Linked DNA regions of Sus scrofa: all the other regions are linked to region 2. A link is a contact called in public Hi-C and HiChIP or PLAC-seq data. All regions are on one chromosome and are shown on one strand. Each heading gives the region's core, a stretch centred on a gene start, on an enhancer-like site or on the middle of the called end of the contact. The rest is flanking DNA. Distances are from core to core; before and after follow the strand shown. Region 1 has its middle 250 kb from the start of TTC8. Region 2 overlaps FOXN3 (forkhead box N3). Region 3 holds the start of EFCAB11 (EF-hand calcium-binding domain-containing protein 11). Region 4 has its middle 220 kb from the start of TTC8. Region 5 overlaps EFCAB11 (EF-hand calcium-binding domain-containing protein 11).

What was found. A called contact is a pair of places that touch in the nucleus more often than the background predicts. HiChIP or PLAC-seq counts read pairs in DNA pulled down with a chosen protein or histone mark.
Region 1: a contact with region 2 is called in a Hi-C map of mesenteric adipose tissue, with 2.0 times the contacts expected there. The contact joins two enhancer-like sites. A contact is called at or near these places in 15 of 47 Hi-C or Micro-C datasets (alveolar macrophages, brain, embryonic fibroblasts and 9 more) and 2 of 2 datasets of contacts at active chromatin or transcription factors (alveolar macrophages and skeletal muscle).
Region 3: a contact with region 2 is called in an H3K27ac HiChIP or PLAC-seq map of skeletal muscle, with 4 times the contacts expected there. The contact joins the promoter of EFCAB11 here to the enhancer-like site in region 2. A contact is called at or near these places in 4 of 47 Hi-C or Micro-C datasets (alveolar macrophages, fetal heart ventricle, heart right ventricle and 1 more) and 2 of 2 datasets of contacts at active chromatin or transcription factors (alveolar macrophages and skeletal muscle).
Region 4: a contact with region 2 is called in an H3K27ac HiChIP or PLAC-seq map of skeletal muscle, with 5 times the contacts expected there. The contact joins two enhancer-like sites. A contact is called at or near these places in 3 of 47 Hi-C or Micro-C datasets (embryonic fibroblasts and fetal skeletal muscle) and 1 of 2 datasets of contacts at active chromatin or transcription factors (skeletal muscle).
Region 5: a contact with region 2 is called in an H3K27ac HiChIP or PLAC-seq map of skeletal muscle, with 9 times the contacts expected there. The contact joins two enhancer-like sites. A contact is called at or near these places in 7 of 47 Hi-C or Micro-C datasets (embryonic fibroblasts, fetal skeletal muscle, omental adipose tissue and 2 more) and 1 of 2 datasets of contacts at active chromatin or transcription factors (skeletal muscle).

The regions. Positions count from the first base shown.
Region 1 is chr7:110,982,139-110,984,838 of Sscrofa11.1, forward strand. No RefSeq gene overlaps it. Among named protein-coding and RNA genes, the nearest start is that of TTC8, 250 kb to the left of the region's middle. Within about 2 kb of position 1,338, at least 48 of the 83 cell types and tissues checked have an H3K27ac peak or open chromatin away from gene starts, as enhancers often do. A contact at or near this core is called in mesenteric adipose tissue, omental adipose tissue, skeletal muscle and 1 more, where this site is marked.
Region 2 is chr7:111,287,852-111,290,551 of Sscrofa11.1, forward strand. All of the region lies in intron 1 of FOXN3 (forkhead box N3), which reads right to left. Among named protein-coding and RNA genes, the nearest start is that of FOXN3, 52 kb to the right of the region's middle. Within about 2 kb of position 1,425, at least 33 of the 83 cell types and tissues checked have an H3K27ac peak or open chromatin away from gene starts, as enhancers often do. A contact at or near this core is called in fetal skeletal muscle, mesenteric adipose tissue, omental adipose tissue and 2 more, where this site is marked.
Region 3 is chr7:111,764,975-111,767,674 of Sscrofa11.1, forward strand. EFCAB11 (EF-hand calcium-binding domain-containing protein 11) reads right to left here and starts at 1,283. Exons shown (of 8, transcript XM_021099597.1): 1 at 1,073-1,283; 2 at 432-527. The coding sequence starts at 1,147. It overlaps TDP1 (tyrosyl-DNA phosphodiesterase 1), which reads left to right and starts at 2,120. Exons shown (of 17, transcript XM_005666389.3): 1 at 2,120-2,570.
Region 4 is chr7:110,949,695-110,952,394 of Sscrofa11.1, forward strand. No RefSeq gene overlaps it. Among named protein-coding and RNA genes, the nearest start is that of TTC8, 220 kb to the left of the region's middle. Within about 2 kb of position 1,262, at least 30 of the 83 cell types and tissues checked have an H3K27ac peak or open chromatin away from gene starts, as enhancers often do. A contact at or near this core is called in skeletal muscle, where this site is marked.
Region 5 is chr7:111,729,354-111,732,053 of Sscrofa11.1, forward strand. All of the region lies in intron 5 of EFCAB11 (EF-hand calcium-binding domain-containing protein 11), which reads right to left. Among named protein-coding and RNA genes, the nearest start is that of EFCAB11, 36 kb to the right of the region's middle. Within about 2 kb of position 1,303, at least 12 of the 83 cell types and tissues checked have an H3K27ac peak or open chromatin away from gene starts, as enhancers often do. A contact at or near this core is called in fetal skeletal muscle, omental adipose tissue, skeletal muscle and 1 more, where this site is marked.

The sequences.
Region 1 (2,700 bases), core at 88-2,587, 310 kb before region 2:
GCAAATAACCTCCAGCTAGATTTTAAGGAAAATATTTCTCATTCATGGGTTTTTGAAGGTAAGGGGATTGCTTTTTACTGATGCCAAGTCATGCCAGTTTGCCATTTATGATTATGATGCTAATTTTTATAAAATATAAACATACTTAAGTAGTAGAAAGGTTGGCTAAAGAAACCTGTAAGAATTAATAGTATGCCAAAACTTATGATGAAGATGCAAATGACTGTATTTTTGAGAAACATTGCCTAGGTGATTTCTAAAACCTGCCCCAATTCTGGCAGCTTTTTTTTTTTCCTTATATAATTTAAATTGTATTCATTTATGCAATAATTTAATCAAGTGCCTATTAAGTGTCTCATTGGTGCTGGACACCAGGGTGATTAGAGAGTGAAATGAATAGTGAAATGAGAGCAAGGAAAGAAAAAATGCAATTCTGCCTGGAAGAATCAGAAAAGGCTTCCCAGAGGTGGTGACAAACAGGATGTTTTGGACTTCTCAGACCCACAGATTGCAAACTCTGTCTCCTCCTCATTGATTCAGTGTTTTCTGAATTTTGAATGCATGTATAACTGTGGGGTAGCTGCTATCAAGAAGATAGAGTAACTTTAAAAAGAGAGAAAAACTAATAGGAGCAGAGAAGACCATGCATAAAACTCATGACTTGCATTTCAGGTTATCCTTCCCCAAGAGATGATTTTAAACGTTTGGATTTTTTTTTCCCCTTGATTAAGAACCTTCCATTTTCCTAGAGTCTAGCCGTCTGATATGAAATCCAGACTGGAAAAATTCAGGCATAATTGTGAAAACATATTTCTTAATCAAATGTAACCACAGGGAGAAAAATCTTTCATTGAATAAGCTCCTCTGAGGAGAGAGAACTTATTTGGGGGTGTGGGGAGGTGGCTAATTCATCCAGTGTTTTCCTCATTGGTCCTAGACTTGGTCAGTCAGTGATGCACAAATTTAATAGCATCCGCATTGAGTAGGACTGTTGCAGATGCTGTAGCTACTGTGGGGAATCGGACTGGCTAGGTACTCTCTCAGGGGGCTTACATTCTAGCAGGAAAAACTGGCAATAAGCAAACGAGTAGATAAAAGAAGGGACAGCAGAGAGAAATCAGTGCTCTGAGAAGTACAATAAGGAGACAGGAGAGGGGATAATGGGGTGGTGGTGGGGGGAACGTGGCTGCTTTGATTGGGTGGTGGGGAGGTCCTCTCCAAGTGGCTTTTTAAGGTGAAGCGTAAATGGCAAAAGAAAGCCAGTGGGAAGAGCGCTCCAGACCTGGCCGAGAGCTGGGTAGGGCGGCAAAGGGAGGGGTGCGCATGCGCATCTGAGGAACAGAAAGCAGCCCTCCGTCTGCAGCCGGGTAGACCCGGGATCACCCGGAATCACCCGGGCGGGGCGGGGAAGAGCCGAGGTCACCGAGGGGGACTGGGCTGGGATTCGGGCCGATTGTTACTCCAGCAAAGCATACGCAGACGAGACTCTTCAGTGCTTCCAGAAAACATCTTCTCTGTCCTCGTAGGCTAGTCCCCTAGACTTTAGCGAATTTTCCTCTTCCAGTACAAAAAAATGTGTTTACTTCATTTTCCCTTCCAACTCAGACGTGCAGTTCTTTCCCCTCCAGAGAGTACTCAGCTGCTAAAAATGATCTGGGAAGGTAGTTCATTTGTCTCATTTCTGATTACTGAAGCAATTACTCCTTTTTTCCTTATGACCAGTCTTTTAAAAAGACAGTGCCATAACTTTGACGTCTGTGTTGTTATTTTTGCAGGTTAGATGGTATTGGTGGAGCCATAGGAGTGAACTGGCATATGGCACCTCTGGGATGTGGTTAGAGCAGCTGATGAGCTGGGAACAGTGGCTGAGTGTTGCGTGCTCATTTCTTCGGCCTCCCCTAGTCACCTGTTTGTCTCCATTCCTACTGGCGCCATCCCAAGTATGATTTCACAGCTGGGTTATCACACGGTTCCTCCCTGTGCCTCTGTGCTATTTTCTTTCTCATGTCTTCTCTGTGATACAATCAGATGCATCCTCCTAAAACACCTCTTCAGTCATATCCTTCCCCTACCAGCCCACCTACAGTGGCTCCCCACTGGCTCCCAAATCAGGCTCCTCTGTCTTGCGCCCACCCTCACAAATGTCGCTTTTTAGATTTATGTGAGTAAACATGGTATTCTTTCAAGGCAATGTGTCTCAGGCTCCAGCAGAACACCTCTGGTCTATGTAAGACATTCCTCATCCTGAAAATGCCAGCAGTACCCATAAGGATCCATGAAAGTGGAGAGGCAAGCAAAATTAATAGTGTATAAAATCAAGCAGTTCCACCAAACTCACCAACCAGTTGTGACATGCAGGACCCACACAACAAAGGCCTTGCCAGGTGGAAGGAGCAGGGTAGGGGGGCGGTGAGGGAGAGGGTTGGGCGGGGGTGTGAAAATTGAGCCCAAAGGTCAATTCACACAAAGCAAATATTCCACCCAGGGAAAGGTAGGCTGTGTGCATGTGTGAATCAGGAAATGCTGAATTCATTTTAAAAATATATGTTCTATTAATCAGCATAACACAGCTGTTGTAACAAATATGTCTCCAGATTTTCAGCACCTTGACATTATAGTTTATTTTGTGTTCACATAACACTGAGCGAGTGTCCCAAGGCAGGTGTTTCTGGTTGGTGACAGCTTTCTTCCGAGGGTCCC
Region 2 (2,700 bases), core at 175-2,674:
TTCAGCTTCCATGTCATAATCAATATGGTATGATATACCCTTGTAATAAAAAAATAAATCAGCTAGCTACTGAGTGTCAAACAAACTGTAAATGCCTTGAGAGGCAAAGACCCTGTCTTATACTTCTGCTTATAGCATGTGGAATTAGTGGTAACCAAAAACATCAATCACTTTAACAGAAAAAAAAAAAAAATGCTCTTTTTTTATCCTTCTCTCAAACTAGTAACCAGATTTGGGAAAGAAAAGTAGCATCATCAACTTTTTCGTCCTCTGAAGTTTTCAAGCGCATTTACTCTTTTCCTCCCTTCAGCAAGTACACCAAGTCCCACAGTCTCATGGGTTTCAGGGACTATGTCTGCCAGAGTCTTCACGGTGCCAAGAAATAACTTCTCTCTTCTTACTTTCTTCAGAGAGATGTGAAAGAAAACAGTCAATTCTTCTCTTTCAGATGGTCTTTTCAAAACCAAATAAAAGCTCCAACTTTGGTGAACTCTCTGGTAAACATTACATTGAATAAAACTATTACCAACACACTTCCCTGCTGTACAAAATTCAGTTATGAAGATGAGCAACGTAATCCATGTACTATGACAGCCAAACGTGAACTCTCTTTTACTGGGGTAGTGCAGTTCACCAGCACGGTCTGTTTTGAAACCCCTCCTCCTTCCCAAAATAGCATCGCTTGTGCCTTTAACCCTGTGATTCAGAGGCAAGCAAAATGCGCCCATAAACCAGGAGCCATGAGTGCATGTGAGTGGTTCCACCTCTTAAGGGGTGGGGGCTGGGCAGGAAGTGGCCAAATGGATGGCTGTCTTTCTGTGGGTGCCCCTAACGGCACCTCACATCTCTGTACTCAAAGACATGGGACTCTGACTGGCTCCAAAGATTTGGCCCCTAAACAACCAGGCGTCCTTTTTAAGTTGGCATTTCTTCTGGAGAGGAATATCAAGCATCTCTCTTCCACGCCTCACACGGTGCTGGGCCAGCTGTCTAACAATATGGATCCCAGAAGGGGGTGCTGCCCACGTTGGTGACAGCAGCCATGAGTGCCTGTTGCTCATCGCTAATGTCAGAGAGACCTCAGCACGGGGTGGTCCAGGCAGTTGGCTGAGACTCCCCGGGCAAGCGTCCATGCACCGGGAGTGCCAGCAGAGGCTACCCGAGGGCCAAGGTGGACATGCCACAGAGTCCTGACTTCCGGATGGAGACCAGTCCCAGAGAGTGGACGTCAGTGCTCTCGGGAGGCTGCCCGGGCCAGGTTCAAAGGGACGTGACATCCGTTCCAAAGAAATCCCACCTGCTACCGGCATGGCCAGGCTCATCTTCCCCACATACCAGCCTCCCAGGCAAGCCTCCAAGGGCTCGGTGAGGAGGCAGCTGCAACCATTTGCTGTCTCTGAACGATCTGGGCTGGGAAGACGTGGAGATGGGGAAGAAGCAATGGCCCTTCCCAATGACGTGGACCCTCCAGTTGGCTGGGCTCCGGAAACACCATCTTGACCTCTCTGGAGGAAAAACGTGGTTCCCTTTGGCCTCGGGACTCCGGCCAGGCAGATTGGCTGGAATACTTTTCTGCATCCACACACACCCACACCCCATGGGTGTTCGGGACTGTGACAATGAAAACCTACTCCAGCACAGCCTTCTCCTTCCAAACTCCAGTGACATCCCCTTGCCTGAAACGCCCGCCACCATGTGAAAGCCTGGCTGGGCCACTCAACAGGGACTCCTTAGCTTTACCGCTATTGAAGAACTTGAGTATCAAACCAAGCACAAAAGGCCTAATGCACAGCAGCTGCTGGGGGGTGGGGGGAAGCTCACTCCATCCCCTTCCCTCTGTCTGGCAGAAGCAACAGAAGGATTTCTTTCTTTTTTTTTTTTTTTTTAATGCCCCAAAAAACTCATTTAAACTTGGGGTGCAAAAGGCATCTGAAACGTGAGAGTCCCTGGGCTGGCCCAGGGATAGAAGGGGAAGGTTTCAATGAGACCCCGAAGCGACGCAGACCTGAAGGGGGGAAGCAGGCCGCCCCACAACAAGGCAGCCAACTGCCAAACTGTCATTTTGCTCGGCGGCTGAACATAAGGCTCGAGTAATGACAACCACAAAACTCATTTAAAGTCTGAAAAGGTGACTAATGAGCTCATTCATGCTGCCTATAAATTATTCACTACAACACGGATCCCACTCAAGACAAACAGTAAAGTAAACTTTCAACACAGACTCTGCCGGCCTCCAAAGGAGAGGGAGTTATGTCTGTAAAACTTTTCACAATGTGGGATACTGGCCTCTCCCTCCGTCTATTGTCACATTCATTCTTCTGTTTACTTTTTTTTACTGCCTTTAATCAAGTTTAAGCAGACACAGCTGTTACACATTTATTTCTCTGTTGAGTTTTTTCCATTAGTTATTACGAGCAATCATGATGCTCTAAAAATAGCAACAAATTATATTCTCTCAAAATTGAAGGCTGACCTTAAAATGAAGCCCAGGTCTTCGGAAAGAATATTCATATGCACATGTTGGGTGAGTGACAGCCCTGCACAAAGGCGAAACAAAAGTGCATTTTCCACCCTTGGAGAGGTTTGCAATTTGCTTCCAAATTTCCTTAGGTTCTAGTGGAAACGGGTTGCTTGAAAACCTTAGAAGACAGACTCTGCTTCCAATGGCTGTGTTTGGGTTGAGATTTTCATGAACACTCA
Region 3 (2,700 bases), core at 33-2,532, 480 kb after region 2:
GGAAGGGGCTTTTATACTTTTCTGGACTGTTTTAATTTTTTGACTATTAAATGCATTGTTTTTATAATTTAAACGGAGCATTTTTTTAACTTAAGAAAACAAAAAACAAAAACCCTGCATGTCACGTCCTTTGAGAATTTCTCCTGTTACCAACATCCCCCTCCCATGCTTCCCTCTTAAAACCACCAGAAGAATCTCATACTTATTATAATTAGCAGCTTGGTGGTGACTTAGTCTTAATGGATTCTAATTCATCCCTGAGTTGGGTTCCTAAGAAGAAAGAAAAATATAGCACTGGATACATCTCTGAAATTATTCAGAAGGCAGCAGTTTGCTTTATAAACATCCCAAGCTGGCCCTCCGCACATTATTTAGAATCCACCCACTACTGCATTGTCTGCCCCAGCCCCAAATACAAAAGAAAGCTCTACCTTGGAGGGCTTGTAACCAAACAGCATTACAATAGCAACTTTAAAGTCCTCTCTGCTTAGATAGCCTTTGTTATCTTCATCGCATGCTTTAAATACCTAAAGAACATTAAATATCTTTAGTTAATAAGGCAGAAACTATTTCTTCTATTATTTTTATTACTTACATATTAAGTTAGACCTCCCAAATCTAAAACTCAGCCGAGGAGTAGGGCTCAGAAATGGAATTTCATTACCTAATTTTAATTCTCAAGAAATCTTAAGGATGCGCTAAAATTTACCCGCCAAAAAGTGCAAACGACTTAATCGCTAGATTAATTCCTTTAAACCCCTGGCATAAATTCTAACCCGAAGTAAATCCTGGATTAAGGAAGGTGAGGCCAAGCGACTGGCTTTGAAAGGCGGGAGGAGAGATGCAGATTACAGGTTTATCACAAATAGACGATGTCACAAGGAAAACAAGGAACTTGGAAGTAGCTAGAACACTGGACCGGGATCCAGAAGGCTTGCAGCCCTAGGCTCAGCCATTAACCAAGACACAGTCCTTATCTGTGCAACCCGGCCGAGATAGGGCCAGGCGGGGTGATGGAAGTGAGAGCCCCAGGTCCAGTTAAAGTCCGAGACTCAGCCCTCTGGACACCTACTTCCACCCATTTCTTGTGTTCCGAAGGGCTGGCTTCCCACATCCGCGGCTGGGCCCCAGCCTGGGATAAAAACATCGCGACTGCCACACTCAAGTCCAGAGAGGTGAATCCACGACCTCCGAGGCCAGAGCCCTCTTTATCGGAGATCGCTTGCCAAGCCCACCGCAGTTCAGGAAGCTGAACTTTTCAGGGCACCTCCAACCTCTTCTCCTATTGGACATCTTGCGAGCCACCGGCGTTGATCCCGCAGTTCTATTGGCCAGAGGTTTTGTTTAATAACGTTTCCTTGGAACAGCCTATGGCGGAGAGGCTCCAGGCCGGCTTCTAGCCTTGGCTCCGCCCCTCTTGTCCCCTTAACTCTTGGCGCGCGACTGGGGACCCAGCTCAGCTAGGTAGTGTTTCAGCGTATCCTGCATGATTATTTTCATCTTCTGCCTCCATACCTTGCAGTAAATTACTTTCGATAATTTTTCTCAATGACGCTATGCTAAACATTATAGGAGACACAAAAAGAAGGTAAAAGGAGCCAATCCAAACAAGTCAAGTCCAAGATTCACGTGCAGATCAGCAAGTCATTGGGGTCGAGCCCTTCGGGGTAGCTAGTTTGTCTGTTCTGTTCTTCTGGATGACCCTAGCGCTGGAGCATAGTGCCTGGCACAAAGCAGACATTCAGTAAACGAACCAAAGTTATTCAATTCAGTCCTCTAGGAGAGGCGCCTGGTTTGAAGAAAACTCCGAGAATAATTAATAAAAAACACCATTGAGCTCAAATGCCAGAGCTAATATCCTTATCAAAGGCAAGGAATTTGGCGAGGGTTCCATTTTGCAAAGGAGTTACTTCAGCCCCCTCTCCTGGTAAATCGGTTTAATCAGATTAAAAAAACAACCCCCCCACAACACTCACACTCAAACACACACACACACACACACACACACACACACACAGAAGCAGACACGCCTGTGTCTGCGAAAAAACAGGCATTCGAGGTTGAGCCTGAGGGAGCTCATTTAACCTTTTATTTTACAGCAGGTTTTACAGTCTGCGCCCCAGGAGAGCCCGCTCCTCCCAGGACACCGGTCTCAGCCATTCCCTTCCTTGAACCTTGAGAGCCTCTCGCTGCCTTTAAAATAAACCTCTCTGCCTCGAGATCCGGCAACCTGAGGCTACGAGAATTCCTGCAGAGGGGATGAGTTTTGCTAATTAACCAACGAAGAACTGGGGGAAACACTTCTTTCTCTGTCTCCCCCTTTTAGGAGACGTGGCCGGGAAGTAAGAGGAGACCTAGGGGAGGGCAGGTCTCTCCGCCCCTTCCTGAGGAAGCCCCCTGCAACCTCTCGGGATCCAGCGGGCTTTAGGACCCGGTGGTGGACGGCCCGGAAGGGGAAGGGGCAGGGCCACGAGACCCGCGCCGCGGCCCGGAGGGTTCGAACTGCGCGCAGGCGCGAGCGGCTGCAAAGGGGCGGGGGCTCAGGCGGCTGCGCGCTCTGGGGGCTTCAGGTGCGTGTATGGAGGCTGTGGGTTCCGCGGCCTCTGGTGGGTCCCGGGTGGCTGCGGGAACCGGGCTCGTGGTTCTGCTCCTTCTGGCCTGGTGCGCGGGCAGCCGGGTTTCGCGAATTCTTCAGTGCCT
Region 4 (2,700 bases), core at 12-2,511, 340 kb before region 2:
TCACATTCCCGTGCCCATACTACCTTGGCTTATACTGAGAACGGATTCTTTTTCACGTTTACCTAAACTCTCTTCTGCATCTTTCAGAGAAAGATCAACAGAATGATGAGAAAATGAACGGGCTGTTTGGATCTTCTCAGCCTTCCGCAGCTTGTGTGCTATTTGGGAATCAGGGCAAAACAAATGACTTTGGACTTTCAGAGTTTCTTAGAGAAACTACTAGATTACTTTCTAATCTTACAACAACGAGGCTTCCACACGTATTAACCACAAGCCAAGGCCATGCTACATCTTCTCAAGGAGATGACGGGACTTTGACGCTAGATCCTCACGTCCCCCCAGTCAGGGAGGCACAGAAAGCTTCCTAGCCAGCAGAGAAGAGATGCGAATCAGAAGAAAACAGGGCCGAGAACGCAAGAAGGACAATTTGCTGGGTCATGAACTGAATCAGGTGTGTAAACATGGTTCCCTCTTACCTGACCCAGACCTTGTGGAATTAGGCCCTGCAGCCCCACCCACTCACAAACCTCTACAGTCCCACTGGCCAGGCCCAGCCTCATCCAGACAAGACTTTGCGTGGCGCTGGGCTCCTGTGTACACTAGGGGGTGCACACAGGCTTGTTATCCAGCTCGGCCCTGAGAAATTCTCACCGGTAGAGCAGGGAAAACATGATATGCTGGCCAGGAGCCACTCTTCCGCTCTGGAAAGTGCTGGAAGTGGAACGGGGTTTGGGATTGGAGTTGAGGAAGAAGCACGACATCCTTGTTAATTGCTCTAAGTTGTTTGCTGGTTTTATTTTCAGAGCTGACCTGGCTCCTGAGAGCTGGGGACGAAGGGAAGGTTACATAAGGTGGCAGGCGGGCTCCTCTGTGGGGCTGGCAGCCTGTCAGCCATCCCCAGGGTGAGTCAACACCTGGGAAATAGCATCCAAGGGCGGCTCTTTCAAGCTGGATGGAACTTTCTACCATTACACTGGAGCCACTGTTTGACCCACTCCCAGGCCAGGGAGGCAGGAGCTAATCAGGTCCCCGGGTAGTGTCCCTTTCTGGCACCAGTCCATGAAGGAGGCTCAGAAGGTTCTTTCGAAACTTTAGTGCTGGCGTTGGGGCAGCAGGGCAGTACTCTCAGCCCCAGCTCATTTCACACAAGAGACTTCTGCTCCACTGGCCTACTTTCAGGGTGGAGTGGATGGAGGCCAGCTTGCGGCCGAGCAGAGCCTTCTTCTCCACCCCGTTCTCCACCCCATTCTTCCAGAACCTTCAACAGAGGCTTTGTTCTCCCGGGCCAGAGAACAACGGATGGTGACCACAGTTTCCCAGCCTATCCAGGGGAAATGAGCAGAGGAAAGGAGCCCAGGGTTTTTATTGCCAAATATTTCTTTCCCTAGGAGGACAAGGCATTCAAATCACCAAGTGGAGATTGGAGTTGGTCCAGCCATAAACCAACTTAATGAACACTAATAGAGAACAGCAATGATTGTTGACTTCAAAATGCAAACAAGAACTTTAGACACTGATTCCTATCAGCTTGGTCAGCCTGCACAGATGCCACGGGCTGTTTTGACTGTTGCTTAGCAATGGGAAGTGCACTGTTCCTGTCTCTTATCACTGGAGGTAGAGGTAGGACAATGCACTTTATTGGACTGAATAGGTATGAAATTAGTTTATTCTTTCTCACTTGGAGAAGGCAATTGGTAGCAAAGAGAGTCACTTGAACCATGGGCGGTTTCGAGGTTGCGAGATGGCCCGCCTTTCCTGCCGTCTCAGTAAATCCCAATTGCCATGTGTTTTTCCTCTACAGATAAAGTTTGAACTTTTGCTAGGAGTGTCCATCCTCTCATTAGCGAAAATAGCTTCCAAGAGAGACCTACAGACCAGAGTGGGGGTTAAGTTCAGGACAGTGAAGTCAAAGGTGCAAAGTTCAAGGGGGGTGCCCCCCAAATCAGTCATCAAAATAAATCATATTTTTGCAATATCTTTAATGCCAATTAATGAAAAAAAGAGTCATGGTGAATAAAAGTTTAAAGGAAGACAGCATCAGTATCACTGACTTTTTTCCTTTGACTGCAGGTTCCACTAGGGCAGTGCTCAGCTCTGCCACAAACATTGTTCCTGCTTCACACATGTTTACAACACAGAAGACTTTTGGAGCTGCTTTTTCTCAAAAGAGTGATTGTGCTGTGCGGGGTAGAGGATCCGGTATCTGGGCAGAGGGCTTCCCTTCCTCTGTGGGAAGAAGACCTTCCTGACGCCTTTGAGCAACCCCTCTTCCATGACAGGGCGACCTACCTATGCTTCCAGGATTGTGTCACAGAGAGCCCTAAAGTGCCAGGACTCTGCTGAAAGTTGTCTAACTATTCCTAAAGCAACAGGGACAGGCCTAGAGCTGGTAGTTTATGGTAAAATCATCTCCTCTTTGTTTTTTAGTATTAACAGTAACTCTTGCATATTGGGAAACTTTAGGTTGAATACTACGGACTTGCCAATATTCAACTTTTTTTTTTCCACTTCAAATACATATGGTTTAATCAAATGCATGCCAAGAATGGTAACCTGAAGAATGGATCCCGAAGATGTCCCCATACTAATCTCTGGAACCGGTGAATGTTACCTTACAGATGAGAACGTGTGCAAGAGAGCGCCACCTAGGGGTAGATCTAACCAAAGACTTGTAAGTCTTTCCTGAAAAAATTATAAGCT
Region 5 (2,700 bases), core at 53-2,552, 440 kb after region 2:
GTAACGCCTTTGCTATCCTACCTTTTGGAAATCTCATACTTGCGTCTCCAGTCTTACACGTTTAGGCAGATTCACACCAACAAGTCAATATCCCCAAGGATAGACAGGCAAATAGCTGAAAACCAGATCTATCTGAGTAGCTCTTTTACGAGTCTGAGTCTGCAAAATCCTTGTGAAATGTTACAACCTAGAAATATCTCTTCATTAGTGGAGCACGAGGCATTACCGGACACAAAGAGGACTTCCTGCCCTAAAGCCCTGGCTAAGTCCAGGGGTATCGTGTGGGGCTCAAAAACAACTGAGTCACCGTCTCTGCCTCAAAGGAGGGAAGTGTCGGGAAAACACCACCTAACAAACCCTCGGGATCTCATCTTTCACCAACTCTGGGGAAAAGTGATTACTATTCCCATTTTACAAGCTGGGAAAACTGAGCTCTAAAGAACTGATACAGGGAGTTCCCTGGTGGCCTAACAGTTAAGGATCCAGTGTTGCCATCTGGTGACGTGTGGCTCAGATCACTGCCGTGGCGCAGATTCGATCCCTGGCCCGGAAATTTCCATGTGCCATGAGTGTAGCCAAAAAAAATAGATGTAAGTGACCAAGGGGCGGTTATGAAATATGTAGGGAAATTCAAACCTGCTCTAGGGTTTTAAATTTCCTGACTTCCTGAATTGACAGGCAGTCTTTATCTAGGTGAAAGGAAGATTATTTAAATTTAAATAGTCTTTATAATATCATAAAAGTCAGTTCTAGGATTATCTGTTAAAAACATTTTTTCGACTTTGTTTCTTTTTTACTTTTTTTTACTTTTTAAAACTCTGATAGCTTTCCATAGCATATTCTATGTTTGGAAGATTGAAACAAGTCAGAAGAAAACTTCAATGGGATAATAAAATCATAAAATGCTATTACTTAGGTGCTTTAGCCAGTGTAAAATTTAAAAGTATAACTAAGTAAGGCCTTTTTTTTTTTTTAAGACTAGTACAAGTAACATCTTTGGTTAGATCTGACTGATGGATCCAGACCTTTGACGTCTTAACTCCAAGTCCTCTGTTTTTCTGGCCGCATCTCCAGGACACATTCAGGCAACAGACTATCGCTCTACGGGACTTGTTAGGCACTAAAAAACAAAGGCTTAAACAAACCTAGTCCACAAAAAGCACATTAATAGTTAAAAAAAAAAAAAGTAGTAATAATACAAAATAGTACTTCTTAGCTCTAAATTCCACACCTAAATAGACCCAGGAATACGGCACTAGCACACAGTATTGGCCTCACTTCTGTTCCCCAGCCAGCAGGCTACGGGCGAGTTCCAGAATGGAGCCGGGAGTTACACAACTATGCCATCTCCGACAGGCAAATCCTATGGGAGCCAATGACATATGTACAGAAGTTTACTAGAAATGTACTCTGCCGTCCATCAGAGATACTCGGTTTAGTTCCTAAATTTAGAAGGTGCAATAATTTGGGCATACGTTTTTGGTACTAATTTTTCAAAAACTAATAAGACAACATTTATTAAGAAAGGCTCTGGGCTAACTTCCTCTCCTTTCAGTTAATTTCTTATCAGAATTTTTAGCACCACCAACTGGCTAAAGAGACCAACTACAAATGTGCTTGGCTCTCAGTGGGCTTTGTTCATTAAAAGAAGATCATATAGATATTTCACGTTTAATTTATGGTAAAGCAATTTATTTCAATCACTAAATAAAATTAGAAATGCCTTTCCTTGTCAGTCAAATAAAAAATAATCCACTTTGGCTTTTTCACTTAAGAAGAAGGTATGTTTTGCTTAGTAAGTTATTAGAGAAAACTAAATCTACCCACTAAAGCTAATTTGATTTATTCTACCATAAGCTCACACTAAAAAGCAAAGACTAAGAACTAAATGAAAATTAGAAAGTAAGAGAGAGATAGCAACTAAGTGGTATTGAATACTATGCTTGCCTACAGTGTCCACAAAAGACATTAATTTAATTGGAACTAAAAATGATTGAGGAGGCAATTTCACATTTAAAAATTTTTGAGGAGTTTTTGTTGTGGCTTAATGGTAACAAACCAAATTAGTATCCATGAGGACGAGGGTTTGATCCCTGGCCCTGCTCAGTGGGTTAAGGATCCAGCATTGCCGTGAGCTGTGGTATAGGTCACAGATGCAGCTCTGATCCAGCACTGCTGTGGCTGTGATGTAGGCTGGCAGCTGTAGCTCTGATTGGACCCCTAGCCTGGGAACTTCCATATGCCATGAGTGTGGCCCTAAAAAGAAAATAAATAAATAAATAAATTTTTATCTTTTTTTCATCAAGATTCCTGACTCAGAGATGGATGCTGATATATGAACATGTGAATATGTACTGCCATTGCGCTTTCCCTCCTATTTAACTGAGACCCATCTAGCAATGGATGCCAGTGTAGAGACAGCACAACTGAACCATAGGGGCTCATCTGATTTCTGTACATCAGCTTGTGGAAATAAGTATTCCTGAAGAACTAGGTCCAATTTTTTTTCCCCCAAACAACCGATCTGTGGATAGAAGGTGTCTATGAAAAGGATATCCGGCCACTTGTCATGCCGAACTGGTAACCAGCAGAATGAATGGCACCACACTCTAACAAATTGGGTCACTAAAAGAAACTTCTCTAGTAGACAACGCGCAAGAAAGGAAAAGAAAGTTTCACCCAATTGATTCAAGTTGACTC